Linked DNA regions of Zea mays: regions 2 and 3 are each linked to region 1. The links are chromatin contacts, called in public Hi-C maps. All regions are on one chromosome and are shown on one strand. The core of a region is the stretch at or near the end of the contact, and the rest is flanking DNA. Distances in the headings are between cores, read along the strand shown. Region 1 holds the start of LOC100191947 (proteasome C9 1). Region 2 holds the start of LOC103631172 (splicing factor 3B subunit 2). Region 3 holds the start of LOC100279593.

Region 1 (3,686 bases), core at 1,059-3,558:
ACTACAATAAACAGTGGTAGCACAGAATTTCAAGTCGCAATTCCAATAACGCCATGTTTGGATCATTGGAATGAATTCCATTCTAATAATAGTAATTCAGACATATATCAATTAAGCTAATTCGGTTTTATGCAAAATATATTTGTATACTATTATTAGGAAGATGTCAAAGATATTTATGTGCTATATTTTTACTATAGAGGAGTGAGACGAAGAATGTCATATAAGTTACAGAGTAGAAACAAATTTTACTAATGCATGAAATCATTTCTCATCCTCCACCCCATAAATTTGAGATAGACTTATATCTGAACTTTAAAAAGTGATGGAATGTAAAATTCCAAACTAAATAAGTTACTTTATTGAGTGAATTCCCATTCCTCTAAAATGAAGAGATCCAAACGGCACGTAAAGGTAAAAAAAACAAACTTCCGTAGGATTTGTATAGTTAGGAGTGGATTGAGGAGTATTAAATCTCTCCCTATTCAGTTTTGAATAGGAAGAGATTTAGTCCCCCTCAATCCCCACCCCCACCCCAATTCCCTTGCAACTGAATAGCGCTGTAAGTGGATCAAAACCTTTAGGCCATGATGTAATGGGTGGCTCGTCATAAAAATATATTGCCAAATCAATACTAACAACCAAATCACAGAAGTTATTATCTTGTTGTGAGAGAGAACCATAACTAAACCCCTCCTAAAAACTACAGTCTAAAATGTTGAATGCCCAAGATGCATGGCATTAAGCCATCTAGGTAAACTGGATCAGACAAAATAGAAAAGGCTGTTTTTCAAGAATGGTTGACCGAAAACACTGACATGAACCTTGATTTTGGTTAAACAATTATATGACCACAAACAACAATTCAAGCACAGCAGAAGCATATACTACCTCCGTACCAAATCATAAGACATTTTAGCTTTTATAGATACATAACATTTATCATGTATCTACTATTTAGATATACACTATGCCTAGGGAATGTATCTTGAGAAGTCAAAATGTCTTATACCCAGAAGAACCTACCATTTGCATGGTTAACTAAGCACAATTGATGATAGTAGTAGCATCATCCATAGGATTAAAATCACCAGAAGTTTAGTGGCATATACGATCTCAACTTAGTCATGTGCACTTGCCTGTCACAAGTCCTAATCTCAACAATTTCCCATGTTTACTAAGCATCATCCAGGTGCCTCAAATTGCCCTAGTAGACCTGAACCTACCTTCCCCTGTTCCACTGTCCAACATCCACATGCTCCATAATCGTGACAACAATAAAGCAGAGCAGATAGAGATCAACAATTTGCAACCAATTCAATGCAATGCACTATTACAGATGAAACATTAACGGATCAAGGATGCTCAACACAAAAATAGAACACATAATTGTCGAATATTTAAGTTCACACAACAGAAGCATAACTGCTTAAACCATGTCTAAGAGCAGTAGAAGGCATCACATGCCACTGCAAACCAGTACATTATGCCTCGGGTGTTGGCTGTGTCAGGCCGGAGTTTGCAAGCAGCTTCCCCAGCGCCTCAGGAGAGCACACCTGGTACTGTACCTCCCCGGTGTCGGGCTGCAGAAATACCTCGGCCAGCTCCAGCTTCTCGGCAGTCAAGCTGGTGGAGTCCATGGTCTTGCTGAGGACCTTGAGCGCGAGACCGACGGCCTCCTCGCGGGTCAAGGCGTCCTTGTAGTCCTGCTTGAGCATGGACTGCGCGGCCTGGCTGTTGGCCCCAACAGCGGCGGCCTTCCACCCGCCGTAGTTGCCAGATGGGTCGCTCATGTAGAGCTGGAAACCGTGGTGCTTGTCCCAACCGGCGAATAGGAAGGAGACCCCAAAGGGGCGGAGGCCACCAAACTGGGTGTAACCCTGCTTGGTGTCGCAGAGGGACTGGACGAGCTGCTCGACGGGGATGGGCTCCTGGTAGGAGAGCGCGTAGCGCTGGGCGTGGAGGCGGGCGGTGTTGATGAGGATGTTGGCGTCGGACATGATCCCTGCCACAGCGCACGCCAGGTGGGAGTCGATCTTGTACATCTTCTCGGCGGAGCGGGAGGTCTGGAGGAGCTTGGAGGTCACCTTCTTCTCGCCGACCAGGACTACGCCGTCGGCCGCCAGGATCCCGAGGGCTGACCCGGCGTTGCCGATCGCCTCCATCGCGTACTCCACCTGGTAGAGACGCCCCTCCGGCGAGAAGATCGTCGTGCGACTGTCATAGCGGCGAGACATCGCGGCGGCGGCGAGATGGGATTTCCGTTTGCTAGATTTGGGGCGGTGACGCCGAGATTGGGGTTTGCGTTTGAGACCCTGGAAGGGGGAGCGACTCGGCAGAAGCTAACCAGCTCCAGATTCAAATTCAGATTCGGTAAAAACAGCTTTACTTCACTAAAAATTGTCAGATTACACATAAAAATCTAAATTTATTAAATTAATAAATCTAGACGTTCGATTAAATTACATCAACTCAAATTTAGTGAAGATAGTAAAATTGTCAGCTTTACTTCGATTAAATTGCATCAACTCAAATTAACAAATCTAGCATATTGGTTTATTCTTACTTTTTGTCATTCTATCTCTTATTTCTTCTCACGCTTATCTAGCCATAGCCATCGGTTGTGCCTTGCACCACCCTGCTCACCGGTCGACCACGCTAATTGATTACACTCGCCCCTTATCTAGTCGATGGTGTTTACCATCGTCCTAGCTGGTCATACCCATCATCTTCATGCCTTGCTTGCCTGAAGTGGTATATTCATGGACGTGCCTAGAGCTAAGTTGTTGTGTTCTCACTGACCGTGCTCCAACAGCGCGCTTGAAGGATGCGCTCTTGTCACGTGGCCACACCTGTCTCTACAGGTCTCTTGTAAGGGGCACGCTCGTGTATTTAGAACATATAGTCATGGAATATTTAGATTGCTAGCTACGTAGGTTTGTGTAATCTTGCTAACTAGACTTGCGTAGATGATGTCTCACTAGCTCGACACCTTAGTTGCTTCGATTAGGATCTTTTGTAAGATGGTTGTGATAGACAGAGGTGTGTAGTATTCGCTAGACCAAATTGTATTAATTCTATATTTATTTTAATTAGTCAACGTAATTAGTTTTTGAAAGTACTGTTCACCTCGTCTAGTCTACCTCTAGTCTGGCATCTTGACCCTATAAATGGTATCAGGCTCTGATTTCTTATTTAGTGGTCTTAATTGATCCGAGAGTAAGTAGGCTGGCAGCTAAAAGGGCTAGAGGTTACTTGTGCTCCACACATTTTTTGTGGCACACACTTTGCATAGTGGAAAGGTTTTGTGAGTTATTGTTTCTTTGTTGTTGATGCAAAATTCTAGTGTGTCGTGAGCGTAGAATTTTCTCATACCCTTTGATTAGAAAAGGAAAGATCTCACCTAATCGAAAAATAACTATTTACATCTTGAACACTAAACTACTAACAATCTATATCAATGACTAAGTGATAAGGTGTTCAAGGAGATCATGCACAAAGGAGACCGCCCATGACATATTGTCGTATCTTTATAGTAAAAATGGAAGGATCATATTTGTTGATGATAAGTGCATGGATGTACAAGATGATGATGAGAACATTGATAACAAGGAGGTCATCAATAAGTGATCCACCTCAAGTTAAAGGTCAAGTGATGATAATGATGTATCTACCACAAGTTCACT
Region 2 (3,998 bases), core at 686-3,185, 660 kb after region 1:
TGTGCGACGCTCCCCCAACCGCCTGTACTACATCCGACTCGACAACGCACGACCGGTGTGCCTCACCGCCCGGGGCATGGACACAGCGTGGCTGTGGCACGGACGTTTCGGACACATAAGCTTCGAGGCGCTCCGGAAGCTCTCCAACGGCGACATGGTGCGGGGACTTCCACACATCAACACATCGATCAGGTGTGTGAAGGCTGCCTGGCTGAAAAGCAGCGGCGACATTCATTCCCATCGCAGGGGCGATGGCGTGCGAGTGACGGCCTCGACCTGGTGCATGGGGATATCTGCGGGCCGGCCGCGCCGACGACACTAAGCGGGAGCCGCTACTTCCTGCTGCTGGTAGATGACATGAGCCGCTTCATGTGGCTTTGTCTTCTCGCAAGCAAGGACCAAGTATCAGCAGTGATCCGGCGGTTCAAGATGGCTGCAGAGGTTGAGTCGGGGAGGAAGTTGAAGCTGCTGCACACAGATCGTGGAGGCAAATTTACATCATTGGAGTTTGGAGCTTACTGCACTGAGGAAGGGGTGCAGCGCCAACTCACAGCCCCCTACTCGCCACAACAGAACGATGTCGTGGAGCGGAGGAATCAGACTGTGGTCGGGATGAAGCGCAATATGCTGCTAGCAAAGGGCCTGCCCGGGATGTTCTGGGGTGAGGCTGTCACCACTGCAATGTTCATCCTCAATAGCTCCCCAACACAGCCTCAATGGGAAGACACCATTTGAGGTATGGCATGGCAAGCGCCCAGCTATAAGTTTCTTTCATGGGAAGACACCAAAAATACTTGACCACATCTGCTCTTGAGGCTCGCCGGTGAGGACAACATATCTCATAAAATTTATTTAATCACAAAAATCCACATGAAACCAAACACGGTCTTAAATAAGTTAAGAGACAAACAAACGGTACATATTATTAATATCTAGATTATGATAATCCATAAGCTGATCATTACGTGTTTATATAATCCATAAGCTGACTTATATAATCCTAGAAGTAGACAAACAGGGCTTTAGGCTCGCTCATCGACCGACGGGTTGAAGAAACGCTTCGTTAATCCAAATACCTCGGTCGCTGCTGCGGCAGCGTCCTTAGGGCATGTACAACCTAGATACAGCTGCACGGTACTCCAAGTATAAGACACAGCTAAAACATAATATAATACAGTGGTCATGTCTAAAACATGTGTCTTACCATATTCATTGTACCAATCAGAACATTCAATAAATTAAAGTGACCAATCAGATAGTCTTCTGTCTCGAATATAGAGCTAAGACACTGTGTCTTCGTCAAGATACATGTCTTGAGATTTTTTACATTCACCTCCTTAGGCACACTTTAAGACACAACTTAAGACACTCATTGTGCATGCCCTTAAAGGTGAACTTTTCGAAGATGGTCTTGAAGTCATCGAGGAGAGGATCGTCCAGCTCGGCCTTCTCCAGTACATACTCTATCTCCACCTCCACCTGCAGCGAATCCAAATCCAGCACGTTCAGAACCCTAGGTTTTGGGGCCCGTGCCGTGCGTGCCTAACTTCCAGGCGGGCGATGAACTTCGCTCACCATGGGCTCGGGGTTAGGATCTGCGTTCTCCTTGGCGTCGGAGCTAGAAGCTCCCCCGCCCTCGTTCTGGGCACCGGCCTCAGCGGCGGACTTGTTCTTCTTGACCTTGCGGCGGCGGCGGCGCCGGTCGGACTCTCGCGACTTGGTTTTACTTCCGTTGGGGAGGTCGGAAGCCATGGTAGGAGGCGGGTTGGGGCGAGGCTCCACCCCGGCGGCGGCCATAGTCGGCGGCGGCGCGCAAGCGAGGAGGGCCGAAACGAGGAGAGGCTCGATATCCTGTTCGCCTGGGTAGGTTCTGTGCGTACCCAGCCCAGTGGGACAAACTGGGCTTTATCTTGGCCCACTTGAAAGCTAGGTTCTCAACTCTCAAGAGAAGAAGGCTCGATATTCTTTACAAAGAGAGAAAAGAAAAAGGCTCCAGGTATAGATTAATAGATGACAATATACACCCAATTACCGAAAAAAATTTACTTGATATAAAAATTGATATGAAACTGCATGATTCTATACACGCGAGCGGATATGGGTAACCCGACGAGTATGTTTTTTTTGTTATGGGTACGGATATGGAATGGTACTACCTGACGGGTATATATCCATTGTTATCCCTAGCTCCATGCCTGCAAGATGTTTATGGTCATGTTTGGATCAACTTCTTTGTCGATTCTATTGGCCAGAAGCGGCTTTTGCTGCCTAAAAGTCGCCTAGAGGGGGTGAATAAGTGAAACCTAAAAATTATTAACTTTAAACATGAACTTCACCCAAGGTTAGCATTAGAACGAGTATAAATGAAATCGAAGTGTGGAATATGGTTTTTCTTACCACGAGTTGCTCAATCAATGCGAATGACTTTTGTGAGCTAACTCTAAATGATAAGCAAGAGAACTTAGAAATAGAGAGATTGGAAAGGAAGAATCAAATCGCAATGCAAGATTAACACAAAGACACGGGCAATTTGTTTTTCGATAAGAAGAACCTCCTCCCTGTTCAGGAGGCCACGTAGGTCGGGTCTCTTTCAACTCTTTCCCTCTCTCAAACGGTCACTTAAACCGATTGAGTGCTTCTCCTTAATCTCGAGGATCACCACACAATTAGGTGTCTCTTGCTAGTTTTACAAGTCACTAAAAGTTAGAAGGAAATGAAGAAAGCACGATCAAGAAAACCAAGCAACAAATGAAACACTACCACACACTTGCTAGAATCTCTCACAAGGCACTTAATCACTAATTAACACAAATCACAGTTGTTGCACTTGGAGGATCTTTGATGCCTGTGTGAGGCTTTGGAGTGAACTCTAGGTCGTTCCAATGAATGTGGGAGTTGGAATGTTTGGATGTATATAATGGAGCTGGTTGGGGTTGTATTTGTAGACACCAACCACTTGCTAGTCGTTGCCCACTTTCTGTCACCCGCGGACGGTCCACCCTCCTGGCCTAGATGGTCAGCCCCTACACATCAACAGCTGAAATTGCAACGGTCAGCAGTAATGTCTGTGGCGGAACCGCCCAAATTATTCCAGCTTAAGTGCCCGAGTCACGCCTTGGAGGCAGCAACACACTTAAATCGGAATAATTCGTCAGTCCCTCGGATCTAGTCCGATAAAGCCACTTACCGAGGATCGAATACCACTAGCTCACTCGAAGATGAGGCACAGAGAAATATAATAAAGCATAATACCATAAATTAAGAAAGTATTAGTAGTGATTACGTTATCAGAGTTTTAGAAATGGCAACCATAGTTTTTAATGCAGCGGAAATAACTAACGGAGAAAACCGAGTAACATGGCGAAGCCTGGCCACGCTACTTGTTGGGACCATGCTTCGTCGTCGAAGGTCCTGCGGGAAGAAACAGCTTCGGTTGAAGCTGTCTGTACGTGATGCCGAAGGGTGCCGTTCATGAAGCTTCGGAACTATGAACCGACTTAAAGATAGAATGACCTTTTAGTCCATAAGAGTTTGAGTCGTTGTTGTAAACTTTTATGAGGGGTATGATTGTAATTGCTCACAGGCTGTGTCCTGTGCCTATAAATAGTGAACAGTATTCCTTTACTGTTCACGCATTCTTGTAATTGCTAACACATCACTCGGAAATTATTCCTTGCCAAGGCAAAGGTATAAATGTACTTAAACATTATATTTGAATATCTTAAGTTTATATAATATGTAAATGATGTTGTTTACTTCTAATTTACTTGTCTTTAATGCTTTATGACTCGTGTTATTTTACATTATCTTTGAGAGTTCAATTACGAAAATTTAACCCTCGTAATTGTGTCTTTATAACCTTCGTCCGAAGTTCATTAAATCCTTAGGGAAATAATGTTTCAGCGGACGAAGGACATTAATATTTAACATTTTATGTTGCCTTGTCCTTAATTCATAGCATTTGAGAACAAGTCCCCAACATTGGCGCCCACCTCCGG
Region 3 (3,706 bases), core at 981-3,480, 750 kb after region 1:
CTACCATCAGATATACAGCCATTCAAGAAAAAAATTATTATTATTATTATTTTAACTTTTATGAGGTGAGCAGTTAGTTCAAAATGTCAATTGAAAATGGCTTAAAGACAAGAACTTGAAACCCAATGGTTTGCTGCAGATATATGTGTACCTATTGATCTTTGGATAGTTCAAAACAACGTCAAAGAAACTCTCTAACGCTGACAGTATAACCGCCTCTGTTGCCCCCAGCTTGAGCTCCTTGTTGGACTCCACAACTAGGACATCAGACCTTGAATCATCTGAACCTAGTCCCTTCGTGGTGACACTGCGTTTTTTCATGAGGGCAGCCGAGAAGCCCAAAGCCCAAACCTGGATTCAGAAAACAGCAGACAGATTTGTTAATGTGCAGCAAACATGATAAAAAGAAGCAAATGACTAAAAGCTAGCACAAGCAAAAGAATGAAGAAGAAAAAAATACAAATTCAAATTCAAATCCAAATGGGAACTGAAGAATGACAAGTTCTGAATAATAGCGGATAGCTCCTGTTGATCACTAAATCTGTACCTGAGGATCAGGTGCAGCAACAGGTGCTGAGTCTACTACACAAGCTTTAATTTTGTCCACTGCTGAAGGATCATGCTGTTGCAAGTTCTCCAGAATTACGCCATAACTACAATGAAGAAATTAATAAGAACCATGATGAGAGCTCATTATTCACTCAAGAACGAAATCCAGGAGAGAACGTGTACCGTACCAAAGCCAACCAGTATTACTGAAGGTGTGGAAAATAATCTTCTTCCCACTCTCCTCCCTGACCCAGTCAGCAATATGTTCAGATAGCATCTCAACGTTCTTCTCAGCCTTCCCTCCAAGGTTATAACTGAGAATGTCAGACATCGGGAGGGTGAAAGTGACGACATGGAAGCCCCTGGAGGTGTACCAATCGGCATATCTCTTGAGGTGCTTCTGCCTTGAGCCCAACCAACCAAGAAGGACCACGACCGTCTGAGACTTGTCAGGGAAGTCGGCATAGACCCTGGGGTCTGGCAGGTGCCAGCGGTACAGCACATCGGACGGCGAGGAAGGAATTGCAGGCATCGCATCGGCCTGTCCCGAGGTTTTGGCAAAGTTGGCGTACTGGTACACCGTCTGCATGACCGGCACAGACGCGAAGGGCGCCTTCAGCAGACGCAAGCTGTGGAGGTCCCGTGGCAATAGCTGCGCGCCAGAAAGGGCAGATGCCGAAGGCGCTGCGGGAACATCTGACCTGGTCAATGGAAGCGAGGCGAGCGCGTCCGTGCCTGTGCTGGCATCAGGAAGCCTGTGGTGGGACAGCTTGTCGGGAAGCTCGTGGGAGGAGACGGCGGCGAAGGCGGCCACGGCCATGGCGGACAGGGGGCGGTGGAGATGTCCCGAGAAGGAAGCCATTTTATTCGGGGTGGAGTGGAGCCGAGCCGATCAGCAGGAATGATGCTCTTTTCTTGTGCAGCCTGCCCTGATTCACAGGAACAACAAGGGTTAGTTGCATAAACTGAATTTTTTTTATTTGTTTCTTTTTGAAGAAAAGAAGAAGAATCATGTGGTGTGTAGCCAAACTGGGACTTGGAACAAAGTGTTGTCTGCCACATTATTTATGTGTTTCACATTTGACCCCAAGAGTGGGACCGAAGAATCATGTGTCTTTGTCATGGTCAACAATACGGCAGAGCAGAAGATGGTTTACCTCCCTGCTCCTGCTGTCGATGGTTTACCACCGGTGGAGTTGGAATTGGACACGGGCTGGCTGCCAGATAGAGAATTTGACAGCCGAGCCCGGTAGTTGGCAGCAACTCCAAGTGGTGTCGGCTTCCTTACTCCTGCATATGTATGTAGGAAAAAAACAAACTAGAATTTAGAAGAAGTTAAAGAAAACATTGAGCAAGCCATTAGAATTCAGAAGGAGAAGAAACATTGAGCAAGTCTATCATAGTAAAGAAAAAGAAGAAATCAGACTATGCATACGGCAATTTGCAGAGGCGTAGGAGAAGGGGAAAAGCGAGAAGAAAAAAAGAAAGGGAAAACGAAAGTAGGCACGGGAGGGCGGTGGGGAATTGAAAGCGAGGCGGCGGGCGGAAAAAGGACGGCGCTTTCTCTTTTGCTTTCGTCTCCCACCATCGTCGGGAGACGAACCGGCAAGCAAGGATTTGCTTGTTCCAGGAAAGCAGGAACCCCACCACCTCCCTCACGGGAGGGAGATTGCAGAGCAGAGGGGGCCGGGAAGAGATTGGATTGGTTGAATGAAAACGCGTGGGGGTAGGTACGGATATGGGGATGTGGCGATTCACGGCGCGCGCGTGCAAGCAAGAAACGAGGAGAGGGGAGGGACGCGTACCAGGGCAGGGCAGGGCAGCAGCAGCCGTGAGGAAGGAGGGAGGAGGAATCTAGCTAATGTTATATAGGGCCTGTGAACGCAAGGGGAGGGAGGAGGACCAAAATAGGGGAAGGGAGGTGAGGCCGGTCCGCGCCCGCACGCCCCAGCCCCACCGCTCCGAACTCCGAAGGCTACTCAGAATCCCCGCGGAATCTCTCCTCTTGGAAAGGGTATCTATCTCGGATATTCTCCTCTCCTGCTTCCGATCTGATCTGACTCCAAAACAAGAAGATCAGAAACACGCGTAATGAAGAGAGAGGGGTTTCAAGTCGAAACCAATCTGATACCATGATACAGTCTGCAATACAAAGAGCCACATCAGAATGTGCTGAAGAAAAAAAAGGACTATGGGTCTGAATTAAAGGATCAGCGAAACGCAGTGTGTTCTTTGCCCCTGGCTGGAGAAATGACCACCATCAGAAACACAACAGGTGTGAGCCACACAAAGGAACAGTCGAACAGAGTACAGACAGATGAATGGGAATGGCTAGTCCAAGTATGCAACCCCATCACAACCTCGGGTGTGTGTGTTCCTAGTTCCTAACTACAAACAAACCCGCTTCTGACTAACTAATGTTTCATCAACCAACGTTTCATGGACTCAGCTTGACAACAGATCAGGATATTCCATATTCTAGATCCGTCGTCAGACATGACCAGCCAAACCAGTCCATGAAAACAGGCAGTTTCTGTGCCATCCCCCAATCCATCCTTCTCTTCAGCCGCACATCAATTATGCATATGCTTCCCCAACGGCCCAACCTATCCGTCGTCTGTACCATCGCATTATTCGGCCCAGTCCTCGTCACTATCATCATCTGCGTCGTTATCCTGTACCATTTGCAATCACATAGATAAGCACACACAGCCTTTGTTTGTGCTCAAAATATCAGGCACCATGATGCGCGGTTTCTTGTAAGGAAACCCGCTGCTAAAATGCCTACAAGTAACAAACAACACGATGCGTATCTAGCAACAAACCTGGGAGGAACTTGAGAGCTCTTCGATTTCATCTTCTCCCACCTGTAACACGATGAAATGACCGAAGGTCCTCAATCAAATACGCATTTATACAGAGTAAGCAAACAATGACCGACACTTCAAATCCATCTACCAAGGGAAAGCAACATAGAATCACATAAAATGGTACCTTTGGTTTTTTCTTTCCCCGAGTTCCGCTAACTGCATTCGGAAAACACACTGGTCAGTGCCCCCAGCCTATACAAATGAAACTGAAAGCTTATCTCGCAAACAACCCTAAGAGTTCTTCACTTGTACTAGCACACATCTTCCCAAACGAAATTGGTCAGATG

What was found. A called contact is a pair of places that touch in the nucleus more often than the background predicts.
Region 2: a Hi-C map of tassel shows a contact between it and region 1, with 2.8 times the contacts expected there. The contact joins the promoter of LOC103631172 here to the promoter of LOC100191947 in region 1. A contact is called at or near these places in 2 of 25 Hi-C or Micro-C datasets (ear and tassel).
Region 3: a Hi-C map of ear shows a contact between it and region 1, with 2.1 times the contacts expected there. The contact joins the promoter of LOC100279593 here to the promoter of LOC100191947 in region 1. A contact is called at or near these places in 3 of 25 Hi-C or Micro-C datasets (ear, leaf and tassel).

What each region holds. Positions count from the first base shown.
Region 1 is chr6:90,582,044-90,585,729 of Zm-B73-REFERENCE-NAM-5.0, forward strand. It overlaps LOC100191947 (proteasome C9 1), which reads right to left and starts at 2,309. Exons shown (of 1, transcript NM_001137371.1): 1 at 1,337-2,309. The coding sequence starts at 2,237. The coding sequence ends at 1,485.
Region 2 is chr6:91,244,990-91,248,987 of Zm-B73-REFERENCE-NAM-5.0, forward strand. It overlaps LOC103631172 (splicing factor 3B subunit 2), which reads right to left and starts at 1,936. Exons shown (of 16, transcript XM_023300415.2): 1 at 1,576-1,936; 2 at 1,334-1,479. The coding sequence starts at 1,797.
Region 3 is chr6:91,332,620-91,336,325 of Zm-B73-REFERENCE-NAM-5.0, forward strand. LOC100279593 reads right to left here and starts at 2,231. Exons shown (of 6, transcript NM_001152590.1): 1 at 1,707-2,231; 2 at 1,251-1,478; 3 at 738-1,132; 4 at 548-653; 5 at 152-351. The coding sequence starts at 1,081. LOC100280291 reads right to left here. Exons shown (of 11, transcript NM_001153218.1): 9 at 3,544-3,575; 10 at 3,375-3,416; 11 at 2,721-3,224. The coding sequence ends at 3,180.